Regions from separate parts of the Oncorhynchus kisutch genome. Here region 2 is linked to region 1. A link is a contact called in public Hi-C data. All regions are on one chromosome and are shown on one strand. Each heading gives the region's core, a stretch centred on a gene start, on an enhancer-like site or on the middle of the called end of the contact. The rest is flanking DNA. Distances are from core to core; before and after follow the strand shown. Region 1 holds the start of fsip1 (fibrous sheath interacting protein 1). Region 2 holds the start of LOC109904025 (KATNB1-like protein 1).

Region 1 (5,455 bases), core at 1,862-4,361:
AAAGTCTACCAATTATGGATATACTGTACCTTCGGAGGTGGGAAAAGTGTTGCCAAACAGGCACGGATCAAGAAATAACCAGCAATATGTTACAATAAGAAACCTTACTAGAGGCAGATATATATACAGTACCAGTCAAAAGTTTGGACACACCTACTCATTCAAGGGTTTTTCTTTATTTTTACTATATTTCTACATTGTAGAATAATGGTGAAGGCATCAAAACTATGAAATAACACATATGGAACCATGTAGTAAGCAAAAAGTGTTAAACAAATCAAAATATGTAATATTTGAGTTTCTTCAAAGTAGCCACCCTTTGCCTTGATGACAGCTTTGCTCACTCTTGGCATTCTCTCAACTTTTGAATGGTAGTATATTTAAAGCAACGTGTAGGATAAAGGTTAGGGTTGACTTGCCTTGTAAGGACTGGTTAACAGTAAAAGACAAAAAGACAAAATTAAGAGAACACACCAAGATGCTCTTACTATTTCTGTATAGTTCAGAAAGTTATCAAAGTTTACATAGAGTTAGTTAACTGCCTTCTGCCACCATTCATTTTCTACTGGTTGAATATAGGCTACACTGCTAAACCCTTGCCTAATAATAAGAGCAGCAGGTAGCCTAGCGATTAAGAGCATTGGGCCAGTAACTGAAAGGTCGCTGATACGAATCCCTGAGCAGGGATTGTGCCCTTGAGCAAGGCACTTATAACCCTAATTGCTCCTGTAAGATGCTCTGGATAAGAGCATCGACTAAAATGTAATAAATCAGACTGTGATACCAATTACTGGTATACAGTCTGAAACAGAGCACTGCAAAAACTTGGAAAGTGTCACGTTCGATGTATGGAGGAGAGCAAGGCGTGAGATGAACAAATCTTCTTTAATAAGACGAAGAACAAAGGGTTAGGTTAGGGTTAGAGGGTTAGGGTTAAACAAACGTGAAGCTATATATGATAAGTGCAGACACAGGCAACTAACACATAGACAAAAACTCACAAAATAACCCAAGGAATATGGCTGCCTAAATATGTTTCCCAATCAGAGACAACGATAAACAGCTGCCTCTAATTGGGAACCAATCTAGGCAACCATAGACATATAAATACCTAGACTAGTGAAAACCCATAGACTTACAAAAACCCATAGACAATACAAAAACACATATATCACCCTTGTCACACCCTGACCTAACCAAAATAATAAAGAAAACAAAGAAAACTCAGGTCAGGGCGTGACAGTACCCCCCTCCCAAAGGTGCGGACTCGCCTATATGGGAGGGTATGGGTGGGCATAACTCCGCGGTGGCGGTTTTGGTGAAGGCGTGACAGAAAGTTTCCTTACAAGCCAGAATGTTGAATCAAATTACATTTGAACTAATGTCGTTCCCAGACACTTCCACCCAAATGTCTGGTGGACCAACGCATCAAGCTTGGCCTTTGTTTGCCAAAACAGAAAGACCTGGACAAATTGGCTTTGGCTTAATCATCTCCCACAACACACCTCGCAGCTAGCTGTGTGATTCACAAAAATGTTCTGATTCAAATAATTTACTCAGTAGGTCACTTCCATAGACTTCTATGGTCACAGGCTTATATGCGCAATAGCCTGGGGATGAGGTTACATTTGAACTTACTCTATCGGTTGTCTGTGTGCAGTTGGTCCTTCATTGGGTCAACATTTTTGCCAAAATATCCATAGGAAAGTATTATTTAAAGTACTGCTGTTTAAATTTCTGTGACATGCGCAAAACCATGTAAAACAGCTGCAAGACTTCAGTTAATATGCATGAATTACATGCATGTGTCTTAGGTCTCGAGCAAACAAATATTCACCACACAGCGAGACTTGTGTGTTGAAGTCGGTTTAATAATTCTTTCCTGTGGATATTTTGTCTACCCAGACCCAAAAGCCATCATCAAAGCCTCCAAACACAGTACAAAAGTGTAAGAAACTCCACCACACCAAATTATTCTAAGGTCCTCAAATGGTTCTTGAACAAACATGCACAGCAACCACACAACACAGCCTCTACATGGGACCTTCAGGTACAAAGCTCCAACCTGGACAGTTAGCTAACATAACCAAATAAGGTGGTGCTTTTATACAATGAGTATACAAAACATTAAAAATGCCTGCTATTTCCATGACATAGGCTGACCAGGTGAATCCAGGTGAAAGCTACAGTGTGATGCCTTATTGATGTCACTTGTTACATCGACTTAAAATCAGTGTAGCTGAAGGGGAGGAGATGGCTTGAAAATCATTTTTTTACCTTTGAGACATGAATTATGTATGTGTGTCATTCAGAGGGTGAATGGGCAAGACAAAAACTTGAAGTGCCTTTGAACCGGGTATGGTTTGTGTCAAGAACTGCAATGATGCTGGGTTTTTCACCACAACAGTTTCCTGTGTGTATCAAGAATGGCCCACCACCCAAAGGAAATTGTGAAACATTAACCAGATACTATCAGGTTCAAACTGTGTCCCGTTCTTGACACATTATTCCAAATGTGTTTTCTTGACTTGACCCTTTACTTCTTGAGGAGCATATGTCAGGTCATCTTGTTCTACACGCACAAAGTGTGCATGCAAGCACATTACCTGCTTATTGTTGGGGGCATCATCGCTAAGGACCACCAGGGACGTCGGGCTAGGATGAAAAACTCTCCCGACGTCAGGCAGTGACACAGTTGATACACGGCTACCCGGGCGAGAACGCTCGTTGGATGCCGGGCGGGAGATATCATCTAAACTGCCTCTCGTAATATCCATAGGTGCTCTGGTAACGTTAACGTAACCCAATATTAGAATAGAGCATTTTGCAATAAGTATATAGGTAAATAAATCAAATGTTCTATTGTATTTTTCGTTAAATTATAAATATAGCCTAGATACCTGATAGCTGTGTAGGCAGGGGTGGTGATGTTTTTCTTTCCGAATGGTAACTAAGGACACAAAAGACCCGGATGTGGTAACTACAAACTTTGAATACAAGGCATATATATGTATTATTAGCATCACGGTTGGTGCAATCTGGAGTCCTTGGGAAGTTGACATTTAAAATGGTAGGGTTAGGTTATGGTTATAGTTAGGGTATATGGGTTTAGAGTAGGGACGTCCCAAGGAACATAGATTGCACTAACATTAGCTTCACAGAAGAAACCCGTAGAAGCATCTATCCACATGACTTCCTGTTTTCAGATTTTGCCTTCAAAATACAAGTCCGAGGTAAAACGCTATGTGTATGATACGATACAATCTTTTTGGCAGCTTCGCATAGTGCGTCATATAAAAATGTGGTTAAAAAAGTATAACCAAATCAGGGAAATGTTTACGAGCATTTCTACTTCATATAAGATAAAGAATATAAGAAGTGCTCCCTGAGTGGCGCAGCGGTCTAAGGTGTCGCTACAGTGCCAGAGGTGTCTCTACAGTCCCTGGTTCAAATCCAGACTGTATCACATCCGGCCGTGTTTGGGAGTCCCATAGGGCAGTGCACAATTGGCCCAGCGTCATCCAGGTTTAGCTGGGGTATGCCATCATTGTAATTAAGAATGTGTTCTTTACTAACTTGCCTAGTTAAATTATATATATATTTTAAATAAGGTGTAGCACATTGAGAAACGGAAACTTAAGTAAGTAAGCTTAAGTAAATGAAGGTTAGGTACATTAGCCTACTGACAAAAAAATATACAATTAAGAAATAAGAAATTATTCTGATTGTATAATTATTCTTAATTTACAGATGTAATGTTTAAGAAAAGTCTTTATTTTTGTTATGTTGCACAAACAAATTTCACTCTACAGGAAAAACGATTGATTGTGTATCCATAAAACCAGGGTCCAGTCTACTCACGAGACTCCCTAGAATACCAAAAAAAAAAAAAAAGCTAGGGATCAATTCCAATTTTATTGGTCACATACACATATTTAGCAGATGATATTGCGGGTGTAGCGAAATTCTTGTGTTCCTAGCTTCAACAGTGCAGTAGTATCAAACCATTCACAACAATACACACTAATCTAAATGTAAAAGAATGGAATTAAGAAGTATATAAATATTAGGATGCGCAATGTCTGACTGACATTGACTAAAATACAGTAGAGTACAGTATATGAAATGAGTAAAACAGTATGTAAACATTATTACAGTGACTAGTGTTCCATTAAAAGTGACCAGTCATTCCATATCTATGCAGATAGGGCAGCAGCCTCAAAGGTGCCGGGTTGAGTAAGCAGGTGATAGCCGGCCAGTGATGGCTATTTAATAGTCTGATGGCCTTGAGATAGAAGCTGTTTTTCAGTCTCTCGGTCCCAGCTTTGATGCACCTGTACTGACCTCGCCTTCTGGATGAGAGCGGGGTGAACAGGCCGTGGCTCAGGTAGTTGATGTCCTTGATGATCTTTTTGGCCTTCCTGTGACATCGGGTGCTGTAGGTGTCCTGGAAGGCAGGCAGTCTGCCCCCGGTGATGCGTTGGACAGACCGCACCACCCTCTGGAGAGCCCTGCGGTTGCGGACGGTGCAGTTGCCATACCAGGCAGTGATGCCACCCGACAGGATGGTCTCAATTCTACCTTGTTGCGCCTTCTTCACCACACTGTCTGTGTGGGTGGACCATTTCAGATTGTCATTTATGTGTACGCAGAGGAACTTGAAGCTTTTCACCTTCTCCACTGAGGTCCTGTCAATGTGAATAGGGCCATGCTCTCTCTGTCTTCTGAAGTCGACACAACCTGCCTGGTATGGAAATTGCTTGGCCTCTGACCGCAAGGCACTACAGAAGGTAGTGCGTACGGCGCAGTACATCACTGGGGCTAAGCTGCCTGCCATCCAGGACCTCTACACCAGACGGTGTCAGAGGAAGGCCCTAAAATTGTCAAAGACCCCAGCCACCCCAGTCATAGACTGTTCTCTCTACTACCGCATGACAAGCGGTCCCGGAGTGCCAAGTCCAGGACAAAAAGACTTCTCAACAGTTTTTACCCCCAAGCCATAAGACTCCTGAACAGGTAATCAAATGACTAACCGGATTATTTGCATTGTGTGCCTCCCCCAAACACTCTTTTATGCTGCTGCTGCTCTCTGTTTATCATATATGCATAGTCACTTTAACTATACATTCATGTACATACTACCTCAATTGGGCCGACCAACCAGTGCTCCCGCACATTGGCTAACCGGGCTATCTGCATTGTGTCCCACCCACCAACCCCTCTTTTACGCTACTGCTACTCTCTATTCATCATATATGTATAGTCACTTTAACCATATCTACATGTACATACTACCTCAATCAGCCTGACTAACCAGTGTCTGTATGTAGCCTCGCCACTTGTATAGACTCGCTACTGCATATAGCCTGTCTTTTTACTGTTGTTTTATTTCTTTACCTACCTATTGTTCACCTAATACCTTTTTTGCACTATTGGTTAGAGCCTGTAAGTAAGC
Region 2 (5,455 bases), core at 1,215-3,714, 230 kb before region 1:
GTCATTAACGGTGGTACTCACTCTTCATATGGAGTAGTGAGGACCTTTTTCACTAGGGGGAAAAGGTCAACACAACAGCCAATGGAAACGCTGGGTGACTCTGACTCACCATCAAGGCTATCGGTGAAAGATAGAAAATAAATGTCATGAAACTTCAACTGTAATCATTGCTTTTTACCCCTAAAAATAAAATGAGAAATGTACCTTTTTGTTATCACTGGAAGAAAATCAACAAACACACCAGTGTCTTGGATCCTGAGGGAGAAAAGAGCTGTGCTATTATAGAATCACAACTTTGTGTCAATAAAGCCTTAGATATTTCAATCTTGACACGTTCTACCGTACCTTAAAAAATACGTAAGCAGTTCTCCAACATTTCTTTGCCACAGGGTCAAAGCTACACTCAGTCTCAGATTTCTTCCAAAGAGCACCTCTGTCATTGTGTTGTGGTCTTTTGATAACTGAAAAACAGCAGAGCGGTGGTGGAATACATTCAAATATTTGTGACAACAAGCATATCACGATGATAAGATAATGAGACAACCCACTCATTAGACAAATATAATACACTACTGATATTTCACACCTCTATGAAGTAGTCACTGTTTTTTGAACCAGCCTCATCAGTCTTGTTAGGATGGGGGGCAGTGAGTGGAAACTCCCATGGGTCCATATAGAATATCTCTTCCATGTCCTGCACACAGGCCATTTCGTTCTCCTTGTTGGCCACATCACACGTTTTCCATGTGGCTGGCTGCTTCCTTCGACAGATATTGAGATGGTGGGTCTTCCTCTTACACGACACAACCCGCTTCTGTCTCCCAGGGTTGTTCCCTGAACGACCTACCGGACATCTACAGTATGAAACATAAATATGGCTGAATACTCAGAAATACTACACTCAATCATAAATTATATGAAACAATGAAAAAAGGTGTGTACATTGTTCCAGTTGAAGATTTCATTAGTGGCAATCAGCAATTGAACAATACCCCCGCCCCTGTTTTGGTAAAAAGCAGGATGGGGCTGGAGAAATGTAACCACTCTCAAATTCATAGAGCTATGGATGCAATGACTGACCTTTCATGATATCAAAATTATAGTTATAACCATGTTTTGAGGCTATATAGTGTTTGTTACATTTTCTTTGTTTACAAACATTGGAGTAAGACAAGCTTATATTTGGTTCTGATGGGGTAAAATAGTTGAACTAAGCTCATGAGGCAAAAAAAAGTTATATTCTTGAAGAATCCATAGGTATCATTAATTTATACATACAAAGATGAATGTAGCAATGGCAGATTGCCCCTTTAAACCTGTACTTTTGAAATGGCAAAAACCTACCTCTTCTTCTTAACGTCTTCCTTTTTACAGAAATCCAACTAAAAGGTAAAGACATATTACAAAATCAATTTCAATGAATTGTATGGAGGTGTTACCAAAACATTGCTGATACAGTTCTATAATGTCTATAATGTGTTGTAACAGTAATATAATAGACTGCAATTGAGAAGAATCATAACCCCTCCCTGCCGAAACTTACCTCCTTGGTGTACTTTGGATGAGAGTAGCATACTCTGTACTGGACCATGTCCTGCTCTTCAAGGCTTTGATATTCTTCCTCTTCACTATCATGCTCCTCTGGCTCGTCCGAGTCCATCATCAATATCCTGGAGGGTAAAGTACACATTGTAATCAATATACATCAAAACTCCTCACACAAACACAAAGCTCTGTAATGGGAATAACCAGAGAGAGAATGTACAGCTGTTTGTATAAGAACAACTGTTTGAAGGGTTGACAGCCTAGCGAGAACCTGAATTACATCACACTGAACATACACTTTAAAAAGTCAGAGATACATTAAGGGGCTAAATTATTCCCAGGTTTTTCTTTGGGCCTATGTTTGCATAGGGAAAGAATGTGTAATTACATATCTAGCTACACCATGCAGCTGGGTAAACCTGTTTTACCCACAATTCCTCGCGGGCACGTTGTTTATTAATTTTTAATAATGACGTAGCCAGAAAAGGAGAGCAAGTTTGGCTAGCTATGTTTAGTGCCACTTTTGGTTATGTTGCACATTTTCGATTCATAGGAAGCTAATGTCCGTTTACCATTGTCACGATACATATCTCTCTTAAAGTTATCAGACAGTAAAACCGGCATTGTAGTTTAAACATTTGCAGCAAGCGAGCTCGAGACAGCAGTAGAATGTGGAAGGATAGCTACAGATGAGCTCATTAACGTTGCTTGTTAGATAACTAAAACTTCCTCGAGCTAACCTATTGTAATATATAGCTTGCTATAGCTGCAATTACCTACCTGTCAGTGTTGATAGACGTTCTAAGATTTTCTGATCTCACAAGGCTGGTTTTGCTACCGTTTCTTAACCCAACCGGAGCCTCTGTTACTTTTCTCAACAATGACCAGACACTCTTGGGGATTCATAAATGCACTCATTGAACAATAGGAATAATGGACTATTGTTGTGCACCCCCTAGTGTTCAACATGCTTTGTGCAGTCCAATTCAAAATGTAAATATGAACTACTTCAAATACAGAATTAATGAATTATCTATTTTTGTTAACTTTTATGTTCATCCTATTCTCGTAGTGGATTGGATCTTTCACTGCTTCACTCTAAAATACTATTTTAATAGAACGTTAAGGCTGCTTGTATGGAGGCAATCACAAAGTGACCGTTCTCATCAGTTAGAAAGCCAATGCAAGAACATATTAACTCAAAGTGAATGAATTGTCCTTTAAATGAGAACACATCAACAATCACAAGCACACATCAACTATCACATCTGCTTTTATTGACTCATCATGCCTTGCCACACTGCATTTGCTGACTCCACAGGCTGCTGTTTCATCCGTTTGGTAGACTGATTCTGACTTCCTTATCAGAGACACACTGACTGATTGTGCAGTCCTCTAGCACTACTGTATAAAACACTAGCACTACTGTATAATACACTAGCACTACTATAAAGTACACTAGCACCGCTGTATAGTACACTAGCACTACTATATAGTACACTAGCACTACTATATAATACACTAGCACTACTGTATAGCACACTAGCACCACTGTATAGTGCACTGGCACTACTGTATAGTACACTAGCACTACTGTATAGTACACTAGCACTACTGTATAATACACTAGCACCACTGTGTAATACACTAACACTACTATATAATACACTAAAACTACTATAGTACACTAGCACTACTATATAGTCCATTAGCACTACTGTATATTACACTAGCACTACTGTACTAACAAGTCATATCCAGTGAGTTTAACCAAATGTTTAATTCACAAATCCTGTCAACAGGGAGATCAAAAGCACAGACTTGCGAGTTATTGAACAATAGCAGCCTTTTAAGCGAGTTTCTCCCAGCTTACGTAAGTGGATCAGTAAGTATCCAGGGAGGTAACTCTACCCAGGTTGGCAGGGTGAGCAGTCTGATCAGCAGGCCCCCTCGCTGGATAACTTTGGGGCTTTTCTCCCCAGGACTCCCTGCCTCTATGGAGATGACCTGGACCACCATCAATGAGACAGAGGAGAGCACCATGGAGTACGGCCTGTGGAGGGGGACTGTTTGAGCTGACCGCCAAGAGCAACGCAACTCTTTTTAAAATGTATTTTACCTTTATTTAACTAGGCAAGTCAGTTAAGAACAAATTCTCATTTTCAATGACGGCCTAGGAACAGTGGGTTAACTGCCTTGTTCAGGGGCAGAACAACAGATTTTTTTATGGACGGGATCAGAAGTGAGGGAGATCCACATACACAGGGTCACACTCACTGCCCTGAGACCTGCCTCTGCTTATGGTAGGGTTCCATGTTCACCGAACTAGCATGATGGATGTTTATGCCCTGTCACATTCGGTCATCATCATAGTATTGATAGAACAGTGTTTTCTTTCCTGTGTTCACTGCAGTGTACCACTGTGGCAGTGAGGCTGGCTGGAGTGATGTGTTCTCCTTTACTGCTCTGAATGAGAGCATTAGCTGGAGTCCCAGGTTTTCCATCTATGGGGACATGGGCAATGAGAACCCTCAGTCTCTGGCCAGACTGCAGTAGTAGACCCAGGTCGGCAGCATTTATGATCTCATCCTAAGTGGTTATGCGGCTAACTCCCGACTGATTGTCATAAGTGAATAGTATATCAATGTTGCCGTTGCATAATAACTTCAATCATAGTGGTGTATAATTGTGGTTAACTTTGTGTCACACCCTGATCTGTTTCACCTGTCCTTGTGCTTGTTCCAGGCATCCAGGAGGGTGCCTGGAACCCGGAAGAGCTGTTGTCACGTTCCTGCACGGATTTTCAGAGGAAGTAAAGGACGATCTTGCAGCAAAGGAACTACCGATGGATCTCGACTTATTCATCGCATTAACTATCCGGATCGATGGTCGGCTACGGGAAAGTAGGAGGGAGAAGAGGCCTGATTGCGGTCCCAATCGCTCACTCAAGGATCCCACCTTGCATCTGATGAACTCCGGAAGTCCCCGGTGTCTTCGTCCCCAAAAGGATCTGAGTTTACCCGAGTTCCTCCAAGAGCCTCCGAAGACTGACAATTTGCCCCTAGCCGATGCAGCCGAAGGAGTACGCAGACTTAACACCCAGAGTTGTCTGTATTGCAGTACTGTCGGTCATTATGTGTCTACCTGTCCCTTCAAGAGACCTAGCTCATTGGTAGGAATGAGTACTCTGGTGGGTCTTAAGGATAATGTTGCTTCTTCCCCTACTCACCTCCCTCTCTATGCCACTGTGGTGGGGCGACCAGTCCAAGTCTCTCCAGATACTCATCGAGTCGGGGGCCGATATGAGTCTTATGGATGTTACCCTGGCATCCAAGCTGGGCATCCCCACTCAACCCCTCTCCATTCCCATGGATGTTAGAGCGCTGGACGGGCACTCTATAGGCCGGGTCACCCACCATACCATCCCCAACAACCTACGAGTGTCAGGGAATCACAGCGAGACGATCCAATTGCTCCTAATTGAGTCTCTGCAGATTCCTGTGGTATTGGGATTCTCTTGGCTCCAGCGACACAATCCCTCGATTGACTGATCTACTGGTGCCATCGAGCCCGTTCTGCCATGCCCATTGCCTGAAATCAATAGCCCGTCTGCTGTTCCTCCTCTGTTGCCCCGTACCCTCCATATACTTCCTACTTTTCATCTGTCTAGATCTAAACCCATGTCTCACAGCCCTTTGTCTCCTGTTTGTTCAAGTCAACCAGCATTTTGTCTCAGCTCCTGCTTTTCCCTAGTCTCTCTTTTTCTCGTCATCCTGGTTTTGACCCTTGCCTGTCCTGACTCTGGGCCTGCCTGCTTTCCTGTGCTTTTGCCCCTACTCTGGATTACCGACCTCTGCTTGACCTCACCCTGCCTGCCGTCATGTACCTTGGCCACACTACTCTGGATTAT

The links. A called contact is a pair of places that touch in the nucleus more often than the background predicts.
Region 2: a contact with region 1 is called in a Hi-C map of muscle, with 11 times the contacts expected there. The contact joins the promoter of LOC109904025 here to the promoter of fsip1 in region 1. A contact is called at or near these places in 2 of 2 Hi-C or Micro-C datasets (liver and muscle).

The regions. Positions count from the first base shown.
Region 1 is chrLG14:29,054,148-29,059,602 of Okis_V2, reverse strand. It overlaps fsip1 (fibrous sheath interacting protein 1), which reads right to left and starts at 3,111. Exons shown (of 11, transcript XM_020501084.2): 1 at 2,901-3,111; 2 at 2,607-2,784. The coding sequence starts at 2,777.
Region 2 is chrLG14:29,285,885-29,291,339 of Okis_V2, reverse strand. It overlaps LOC109904025 (KATNB1-like protein 1), which reads right to left and starts at 2,464. Exons shown (of 10, transcript XM_020501086.2): 1 at 2,326-2,464; 2 at 1,544-1,670; 3 at 1,345-1,382; 4 at 587-854; 5 at 346-461; 6 at 205-255; 7 at 22-117. The coding sequence starts at 1,663. It also overlaps the pseudogene LOC109904534.